Linked DNA regions of Manis pentadactyla: region 2 is linked to region 1. Evidence: chromatin contacts called from public Hi-C data. All regions are on one chromosome and are shown on one strand. Each heading gives the region's core, a stretch centred on a gene start, on an enhancer-like site or on the middle of the called end of the contact. The rest is flanking DNA. Distances are from core to core; before and after follow the strand shown.

Region 1 (4,973 bases), core at 1,867-4,366:
GGATTCTGAAAATATTCTTTTGCTAGAAAGGATATTATTGGGACAACTGGCAAAAACGTGAATTGGTCTGAGGATCAAATGATGGTTGTGAATGTCTTTGTTTATAGAAAATGCACACCAAAGTATCTGGGGAAGATGAGGTATTTTGGGCAGCTTACTCTCAAAGGGTTCAGGAAAAATATAGTGGAAAATTCTCCAAACTATACTGCATCTACAACTTTTCTGTAAGTTTTAGATTTCTAAAAATTATATATATACATACACACACACACACATATCTACATGTAATGAATATGTTAGGTTAGAATTATAATGTTTTCCAGACTTTCCAGGGCCCAGGTACCCAGAGGCTGCTTTGGGCAGACAGAGCTTAGAGTGGCTGCTCCAGAAGCAGAATGAGGGAATGAGGGTGTATCTGCCGCATGCTGGTTCTCTGCTGAGGTGCAGGAGATGGGTATTCTCAACTGATGCAGTGAAGAACGGACAGTTCCCCGGATAACGAGATAACACGTGTTATCTGCAGGTGGGTCATGCCAACCATTTAACTTGCCTGAGGAGAAGCCCTCCTGCCAGAACAGGAAGTGGAAACACAGAGGGCCCCTTATCCGCCCACCCAGGGAGTCCATGGGGGTAACTAAGGGCCAACTCTTCAGTGTTCATCTGGCATGTGGATTTTGCAGGGGGTTCCCTGTTCACTTGAGGCCTGGTCCCAAAGGCTAATAATGAGAACTTAAAACCTGTTCGGTGCCTTCAGTGGGTCAGAAACTGGGACAGGTCTTTTATATGGTCTTTTTATAATCATCACAATTGGTTCATCTCAGTGAGTATTGTACCCATTTTCTAGATGAGGAAATGACGGCTCAGAGAGGTTTAGTGACTCTGTCATTGGTATGAGCTGAACTGTGTGCCCCCAAATTTGTATGGTGAAGCCCTAACCCGCAGTATATCAGAGTGTGGCTGGGTCTGGAGACAAAATCTCTGAAGAGGTTATTAAGTGGAAATGACACCATTAGGGTGGGGCCTAATCCAGTCTGACAGGTATCCTTTTAAAAGAAGAAATTTGGACACACAAAAAAACAGGGGTGCTCTTGCACAGTGGGATGGCCAGGTGAGGACACAGGGAAAGGCGGCCACCTGCAAGCCCAGGAGAGAGGCTCAGGAGCAACCCAGTCTGTCGACACCTCAGTCTTGAGCTTCAGCCTCCACAATTGCGAGAAAATACAGTTCTGTTTTTTAAGCCACCTACATTGTGGTATTTTCTTATGGCAGCCCTAGCAGACTAAGACAGTCATACCATATGCATCTGACAGAGGATAAAGTTGGGATTCAAAATAAAATCTTCTCAGGTCTTTTCACTGTCCTACACCCACCTTCTGGGACACAAGGCCTCTACATGAGACCTCCTCCCATCTCCCCAATGGGCTGCCCAGAACATTCACTCCAAAGTACACAGACTTAGCAGATCCTTCCATCAGGATCCCAGAGCACTTATCACACTGCATATAATTAGTTGCACACAACTAACTCACAATGTTTTGGTCTGAACAAATTGAGGGCAGGGCACCTCTTACATATATCCCAACATCTCCACAGAGCCAGGCACATGGTAATTATAATTGTTAGTATTTATTGAGCACTTATTATGTGCCATCAAATGCTTCACATGCATTACCATCTAAACCTTAGGACAACTCCATTGAGATAGGTATTGTAATTATTCCCCTTTACATATCTGAAAACTGAGGTCACAGAGCTAGTGGGTAGTGGAACCAGTATTTAAGTTCAGACGGTTTAGTTCCCAGAAAAGGCTCCTCATCCCCTGCTCTGTTGCCACAGCCTTGCTTTAATGTTCACTGAGCCAACTCCAGCATGGGGAGTGACACTGATCTGAAATTCTCTGCCTCAGTCCGTGCCCACTTTAGGGTAAGCCAGGTGGGAAGCTCCCCTCAATCCAGCATCAGCCCCAAGCCCCTAGCCTCCACCCTGCTATCCCTCAGCACTCCTCAGGCACAGAATCTGCACCTGCCCTGGCACATGACCCAGTGATGGGCCCAGAGGACCTAGTTTATCAACATATGTTGAACTGGATTCAATGCCAGGGATAGAAGTCAACATGGGTAAGTAGCATATTTTACTGGATACTGTGACTATTTTCTGGATTTTCCAGGAGAGTTCCAGTTTCTAAAATTCCATCCTCTCTTCACATCAGTTGCTAGAATATGTGGCAGAGAATGTAGTCTCCTATTTGCTTGAGAAAATAGAGTCACCATTCTACTGAAAAGAGGCAGTAATGGAAACAAGTGTGCTGTCTGTCACTCACCCACCTACATGCTGTTGGGCAAATCACAATTTCTCTGGACCCAAGTCTCTGCATGCGTTAAACAGCAATGGCAAGCCTATTCCTACTGGGAAATGAAACAAAACCTGGGGATGTGTTTGAATACTGACAAAGAATAATGTTATCCAGTCACCATTAATGGGATTGCTTGTTTTTACTGATCTGTCTGGCCAGTAAAAATAAAATAAAAAGCACTTTTTATTATTGAAAGTAAAGGAAGAAGGTTTCCATGAAGACCAGTGGGGGGAAAAAAATGGACATAAAGAGAATAAATGTCCTAAGGCCTTTCTAGAGTGTTTTGAAACAGACATAACTAGGTATTTCTATCTCCCATGTTGTTCTCAACAACTTGGGTGTGTGTGTGTGCGTGCGGGTTAGGGGTAGGGTAGGAGGCCTGGCTGCAGGAGTCAGGGGCAGTTTTAACAAACTCCGTGAGATGTGACCTGGTGGAAGAACCAGGCCTCTTACCTTTTCTGCATTGCGGATCAGTCCTCAGCTGTGTGAGGCCTCAGGGGACAGTCTGTTTGGGAGCTGAGCTCTTCTGACTCAGCAGCAGCCCAAGACAATTTTCTTTTTCTCTCTTATGTTCGTCTTCGGGGCATGCAGGAAAACCACCCTGCCCTGGTGTCCGCAGCTCACCCCCTGCCCCTTCTGCAATGCTTCGCGTAATGCTGATCCATAGCCCTGAGAGCAGCCCCACAGAGCAGCCACTCCTGAGCATCCGGGACAGATCTGCTCTGCTTTGGATGGGGCTGGGGCTTCTTTGAACTTCCTTCTGCTCTTGACAAAGCTGGGATCCTTTTGTTCACCTGTAGGGCTGCCAAGTCAGGCCTACCACACCCCTGGATGTTGTTTTCCTGCAGGCACTGGGAAAATGAGCTTGGAGCCAGGAAAGGGAAATCAACAAGGAAATAAACACAGGGTCACTGCACCTCAGGTCATCACTAGGCCTGAGACACCATCATGCCAGGATCAGTTCCTCTGTAGTTAGGGGCTACTGCCTAGTTGGGCCTCAGAAACCTGGGCATCTTTTTTCTTTTACATATGCCAAGAAGCGTGCACTGAAATCAATCCCAGACCAATCAAGCAATCCTGTTCCATTCCAGTGCCTTGCCAAAACTTTCAAAGATTTTCCATGGGCAGTGTCCCTATAACTGAACATTGGCTAATGCTAGTAGACAAAGAAAAAGAATGAGCAACTTTACAGTGACACTAGTTAAGACTTTTAACTCTAAAGATACAGGATTATTGTTTAAATAAGGATATTTTCTGCTTACTCTGCAACATCAACATCAGCAGCAGGGCCAACAGAGTCTTTGCTGATGTTTATTGTGCACTTAACTGTCTGCCGGGTCCTGTGCTAACTACCTGGCCTGCATTATTTCATTTAATTTTTAACACAATCCTATAATTACCATTCCCATTTTGTAGATGAAAAAAAATGAGGATTCTAGGGATTAAATCACCCCTGAAAAGTGACCCAGCTGGTTGAAAGTATAAAAGTCGCCTTTCTGGAAGTGTGCTTTCCTGCGCCTTGCTTTTCCCAGTGCTCAACTTGAGCACCTCCATCGTCTAACAGCTCTGGTGATGGCTGAAGATTAGCTCTAAACAGAAACATGGTCACTGATTAGTTAGCAGCCTGCCCCCAGAGTTGTGAATTAGAGGACATACGAAAGGCTGGGCACCCCCGCCCCTCTACTCTGAGCGGTGCTGCCGGCTCTCCTCTGGGATTCTAATTTACCCACAAGGAGGTGCCCTGTAAATCTCTTGGCCTTTGGGTGGCTCTGGTCATGGACTGATTGAGTTTTTCCTTCTGACTTTAGGAGCCTAACAGTTCCAAATTCTTTTAATCAAAAATCCACAGGATGAACAACACTAAATTCCTGGCCTGGAAACTTCCACTTAGTGGTAAGATATGGGCACATGTGTTTTCAGTCCTGAGGTCAAACTGCAACATTTTATGTTTTTATTGGCTTCATCTTTACTTGCCATTATCAGCATTTAGTTCTCCTGTGCCACGGCAGTTCCCAGTGAAGCTAGCCACTGGTCAAAGGAAAGCAAAACCATTAATTAGGAGGCAGGGAGATGCCCCCAGAGGGGTCCAAGTGATCTATTTTTGTAAATGAAGGAGTTGTGACATCAGGGCAGCTGCTCACCCTTTTTACCCTTGGATTTAGTTTGGTGGAGTCCTGAGGTATTTTGCTCTGGGGCCACATAAGCCTTAAAACTTGAGGTTGGTCAGCCTTTTGTTCTCAACAGAGATGACAGACTTATGACTGAAATTATGGTCATATAGGAGACTGGAAAGGGTCTGGGCATTTAGTTTAGATATCATTTCAGTTTTCTTTCCCAGTGGTTTACTACCAAACACAGTGTCTAGATACGTTTACAGGCCCCAGTCTTTGAGGTCTTTGATGAGGAAGGGCAATTTACAACAGTCAAAGGGGCCTTTTCGACCTTATTATATGAAACAAAAAAAACAAAAACACTGGAAAGTAGCTGGTGAAATGGGAGCTTTCATGTTCCTCATCTGCTTCACAGCTTTTCATCCCCAGAAAATAAAGATAGCAGATTTGGGGACTTTCAGAAGCCTTGGGGTTTTCCATTCAGAGAGGTAAGGTAGATGGATTTGATT
Region 2 (4,650 bases), core at 1,101-3,600, 470 kb after region 1:
TACATATTGTGGAGAGTTTGGGGAGGATCTGAGACCCATGATTCAAGACTTCTTAGTCTGCCTTCTCTAGCCTTCTTGACAACAGTCTCACAAAGAATGAGTGTTATCCCAATGGGTGCTCTCTCCATACTCAGCAGTAATACTGCAATGGGGGAAATCCTGGGGACTGGAGCAGAGTATTCTGCCAAATGCGCTGAAGGTAAGGACCGTACCCATTCTGCTTACTACTGTATCCCTAATGCCTAGTACAGAGCCAGCACAAGGCACATACTCAATGGATATTTATTGATCGGCACATGCTACACGTTTTTGATGAATCAAATAAATGGAAAAGAAACTCTTCCAAAACTGGGGTTAGGGGGAGGTCTGTGTGTGAGATGTGTGAACAGGATAACTTCCTCTTGAAGTCAGGGTATTTGGTGCCAACCCCACAGGACACCCACAGGGCTCCCTCACGGTCTGTACTCTAGATTTCGAGACTGAGGCCTCAGTGTTCTCCTTCCTGGCTTCCTTACAAACCCTTTGTTGGTGATGCCAGACTCGTCCTCTCATTTTCAGTTGCTTTTTCTGATCCTTCCTGGATCCACCTCCACCTGCCTTCCTGCCCAGGGACTGGTTTTTGAGCAGGCCTCAGACATTCAGGAGTAATAGCTGGGAACCAAGGTACTCCCCACCCCACCCTTAATTGGGAAAATGAAATAGAGAACTAGATTAGCCTCCACCTAGCTCTTGGGGTCAATCCAAGTGAACTGGGGATGAGGTAACAGTGCCTAACCTTGCCTGCGGAAAAGCCTGAAGGAGAAAGAGAATGGTAAAATTTATTTTGCTCCTTTCTGGGCTTCATATGCATCAACTCATTTAGTTGTCACAATAATCCAGGGACGTAATGCAGACATTATATTCATTCATACAGATGAGGAAACTGAGGCTAAGGACACAACTTGTCTTGACCATAGCATGCAGTAACGGGAAGCGGGACACGGTTAAGCAGATCCTGGCACTGCTGTATGCAAATTGCTTAACCCTTCTGACTTTGTTTGCTCATCTATTAAATGGGGGTAATCATGTATAACCCACAGGGTTGTCTTGGAGATTAAATAATACTCTAATGTAGCTCATATTCAAACTTATATACTATAATTAATGTAATTATGGAACCCAGGTTCCATTGGCTTTCCACTTTATACCGCCTCTGCTGGAAGTTTTTTTCTTTTTTTTTAAAAACATCACAGGGCCTTGCTGTACTCCTGAGACTTCCAGAGGACAAGGCCCTTTCTTCAGTCAGGCTGACCTAAACAGAGCCAGCCCTCCTTCCCCTCCCAAACCACAGCTGTGTGTTGGAAAGCTGGACTCTGAGGCCCCTAATAAAGAGCAGACCTCCCAATCATTCCCTCCCTCTCCCCTCACTTGGGTTTTCAAATTAAAAGTAACTAAAAGCTAAGGTCTAAAGAGGAGGTGGGGGAGTCGGAGGCACAAAAGTAGATTGAGGAAGTGGGGCTCTCTCCCTAAAATAAGGGTATCAAAAAAATCCGGCTCCAGAGGGGGTCCAGTCCTACCACGTTTCCCAACTTTGGGCCATAGGCCCACCTGGGCTGTGTGGGCCACAGACCCTGGTCCGCAGGTCAGTAGGCAGGCTGTGGCCTTAGGAGCCCTAGGAGGGGGGCAGCTGTCACTGGCCATCAGCCAAAGAGAACTGTTTTCTACTTCTCTCTGGAGACAAATCTCTGGAGAGAGCGCCCCAAGGAAGCCAGAAGACACCCGGCACACTTAGCCAGCCAGCCACCAGGGAAGGAGTGTGCCAGAAGTCCGGAGAGAAAACCGTCAGGCCCATTACACTCGCCAGTCCGGACCCCGTTAGAGAACCCTTCCTGCTGCTTTTCCAAGACTCGGGTCTCTGCATTCTGAGCGTAAGCTTCCAAGCCTCAGCTGGGGCAGATCCGAGGCAAGGGCGGAGTCCTCGCCCCTCTCCCGCGAGTCCCCACATCTGGGCACCACATCCGCACGCCTCCTCCCTCCCCCGAGCCTTTGCGACCACGGTGCCTTCGACGGGCCCAGAGAGGCGGCTCCCCCTGGCGTAGTCAAGAATTGAAGGAGTGGGGGAAGGGGCAGTTGGCGCCGTTTTCTTTTGCAAACCACAAACCGGCCCGTCGTTTTCAAATCCTGAAGCTAGAAATGGGCCTCCACCCTATCCACTTCATTTGGAGAAAAAAAAAATCACAAGTTTGTTTAAATGTGATTTTCATCACTAACGGCTTTGATAACTGCTACAACCGTAAAGTCTTCTACAGCAAAAGGACCTTCTGAATTCTCCAAGGACAGAATTGTGGGGGCGTGGAGCTGGAGAGCAAAGAGGCAGGGGAGAAGCAAAGAGCCAGCTAAGCCGGACACGCCCTCCAAAACCGAAGGTGTGAGGCCCAGGGCTGCCGCCGCGGGGGAGAGCGGGCCCGGAGGGCAGGGCCGGGCAGATTGGGGTTTGCTCACAGGGAACATTTTGATTTGGTTGTAGTAAGTTTGAGGGCCTCTTTCTGATGGCTGGTTGTATTTTATCTCTATGCCTTGCACCCAACTTCCTGTCGCCTGCGGGCCTAGATGTGCGAGGCCGTGCCCCAAACACCGCGCGGCAAACCGCTTTCACCGAACTTGCACTTCCAGCTCAGCTCCGCAGTTGGGCCTCTTTCCTGAGGGTCAGAGCTGCCTGGACTCCGGTTTGGGGAGAAAATCCTCATTCCTAACCCCGATGATCACTCAAAGGAAAAGCACAAAAGGTTGAAAATCAAAGTTCGGGTTCGGCCTGGGACCCTCGCACAGCGGCCGAGGCCGGCAAAATCCACTCCCGCAGCGCATAGGGTGGCCTGACTCCCCGCGGTGCCCCAGGCAGAAGCCAAGGAAGAGAAAAGACCCCGCAGTCTGCCTTGGCCAGGCAGCGCTTCCAGCCTGCTGAGGTTCTAGGACCACCCAGGACCCCGGGCGTCGGGGGAGCAATCTGGAGAGATCTTAGAACAACACGGGAGAAGCGCTGCTGGGCAGGCCTCCGCCCCACACGCCGGCAGGCCGATTCGCGCCGACCAGACCTCTCCCTCAGCTTCAGCGGGGTGGTAGTGGGCGGGCAGCTAGATTCAAACCCGCCTAGGGGAGTGGGCGGGGCGGTGTGGCGGGGGGCTGCGCGGGCAGGGCTTCTTTTAAGGAACCAACCGCCTCTTTCCGAGGGCCTGCAGCCCCGAGGTTGCTCCGGACCACAGGGTTTATTTTGCTTTTGCAAGGGAGGCAGATGTTGACCTCTCTCCATTTTTGTTCGGCCCAACCATTTGCTTCCCTGCGCCACCCCCCACCGGTGCGCTATCCAGGGAGTCAGTTCCCCAGTCCTTTAAACCTTCTGGAATGTCACACATGGAAACCTTTAGCAAATGTTTGTTAATGATCATAACAAAGGCATCTTTCAAATTAGGCAGGTAATTACTACCAGAAGGACAACTGGGCACTCACTTGCTCATCCATTCTCACTGCTTTAAACCTGCGAGAAGTTACGGCCCGAAGACACTCAGCGCAGCCTGCCTTTCGAGTCCCTTTATGCGTCACTGAAATGAACTGTTAAGTTACCATTTGTGGGCGGGGAGCGCTGGGGCCTTGCTTTCACGAGACCCCGGCGCGACTGGGCTGGCAGTTCCCTGGAAGCAGAGCAAGCCTTCCTGGGTAGGTCCTTGCTTCACCTCCTACCCTCCTGGGTACTTGGTATAAAAACCTAGATCTCAACTTGTTTTCATTAGTTACAAGACAGCTAGCACCCGCTTTTTCCTATTATTCCGCACAGATTTTTTTGAGGGTCGTCAGGCCCCGTTCATAATCTACAAACATTACGGTATCCTGTTAGTATTTCGAACAAGGGGCTGTTCATAGATTTGCCTTCAGTGATTTCCTGAAGGAACATGTGGAAGTAATAGTGAGCAGCGCAGTCACCCAAGCTGAAGATGCACGAGAGGCGGGCGCGCAGAAGGGCTGGGGGAATGGGGCCCCCAGCTCAGCCCCAGGAGTCTTCCCGAGGCTGACACTCCCGGAGCCCGTTCCAGTTAAGTACAGCACCCCTTGGAGCACTTTTCTGTGACCTTTCCCTGCCAGCCCTCCCGCCGCCACCCTCCTGAGGAGAGGGAGAAGGTGATGGCTGTCTGACGTTGTTGTCTGACGTTCCAGGCTCATCTTGGCCGTCCGAGCCATTCTGAGTGTGGGGAGATGCGTGTGGGGATAATGAACCCCTCCACCTTGAAAGCGAAATCAAACTTAGAGAAGGCGCGGAACGGGACGCGTTCCCCTCCCCCGCTCTAGCTCGCCGGCCCCTCTCCGCGCAGGTCTGGTTCCTGGAGCGTCAGCGCCCCCTTTCCTTCGCGAGCAAGATCGTTCTCCCCGGGCACTCGCCTCACGCATTGGGCATAGGGTTTGGGGCCCCGCTGTCAACCGCAGGGCATTGGGAAGGTCGGACCCACGCGGCTGCGGGGAACGCGGGAAAGTGAAGTAACGTGGGGGTGGCATGCTTGTTGTGTGGACAATTCCCCAAACGCCCAAGTGTGGGCCTTCTGTGTGCGTGATAGAAACCAGGACAGCCTCGCCCAGATAACCCCGAAAACAAAGGCACGACAAGATTAAGTGGCTGCAAAGGAG

The links. A called contact is a pair of places that touch in the nucleus more often than the background predicts.
Region 2: a Hi-C map of skin fibroblasts shows a contact between it and region 1, with 3 times the contacts expected there. The contact joins the promoter of PDGFRA here to the promoter of LNX1 in region 1. A contact is called at or near these places in 3 of 3 Hi-C or Micro-C datasets (blood, fibroblasts and skin fibroblasts).

The regions. Positions count from the first base shown.
Region 1 is chr5:42,832,036-42,837,008 of mManPen7.hap1, forward strand. It overlaps LNX1 (ligand of numb-protein X 1), which reads right to left and starts at 3,117. Exons shown (of 12, transcript XM_036895260.2): 1 at 2,807-3,117.
Region 2 is chr5:43,305,163-43,309,812 of mManPen7.hap1, forward strand. It overlaps PDGFRA (platelet derived growth factor receptor alpha), which reads left to right and starts at 2,351. Exons shown (of 23, transcript XM_057502228.1): 1 at 2,351-2,509.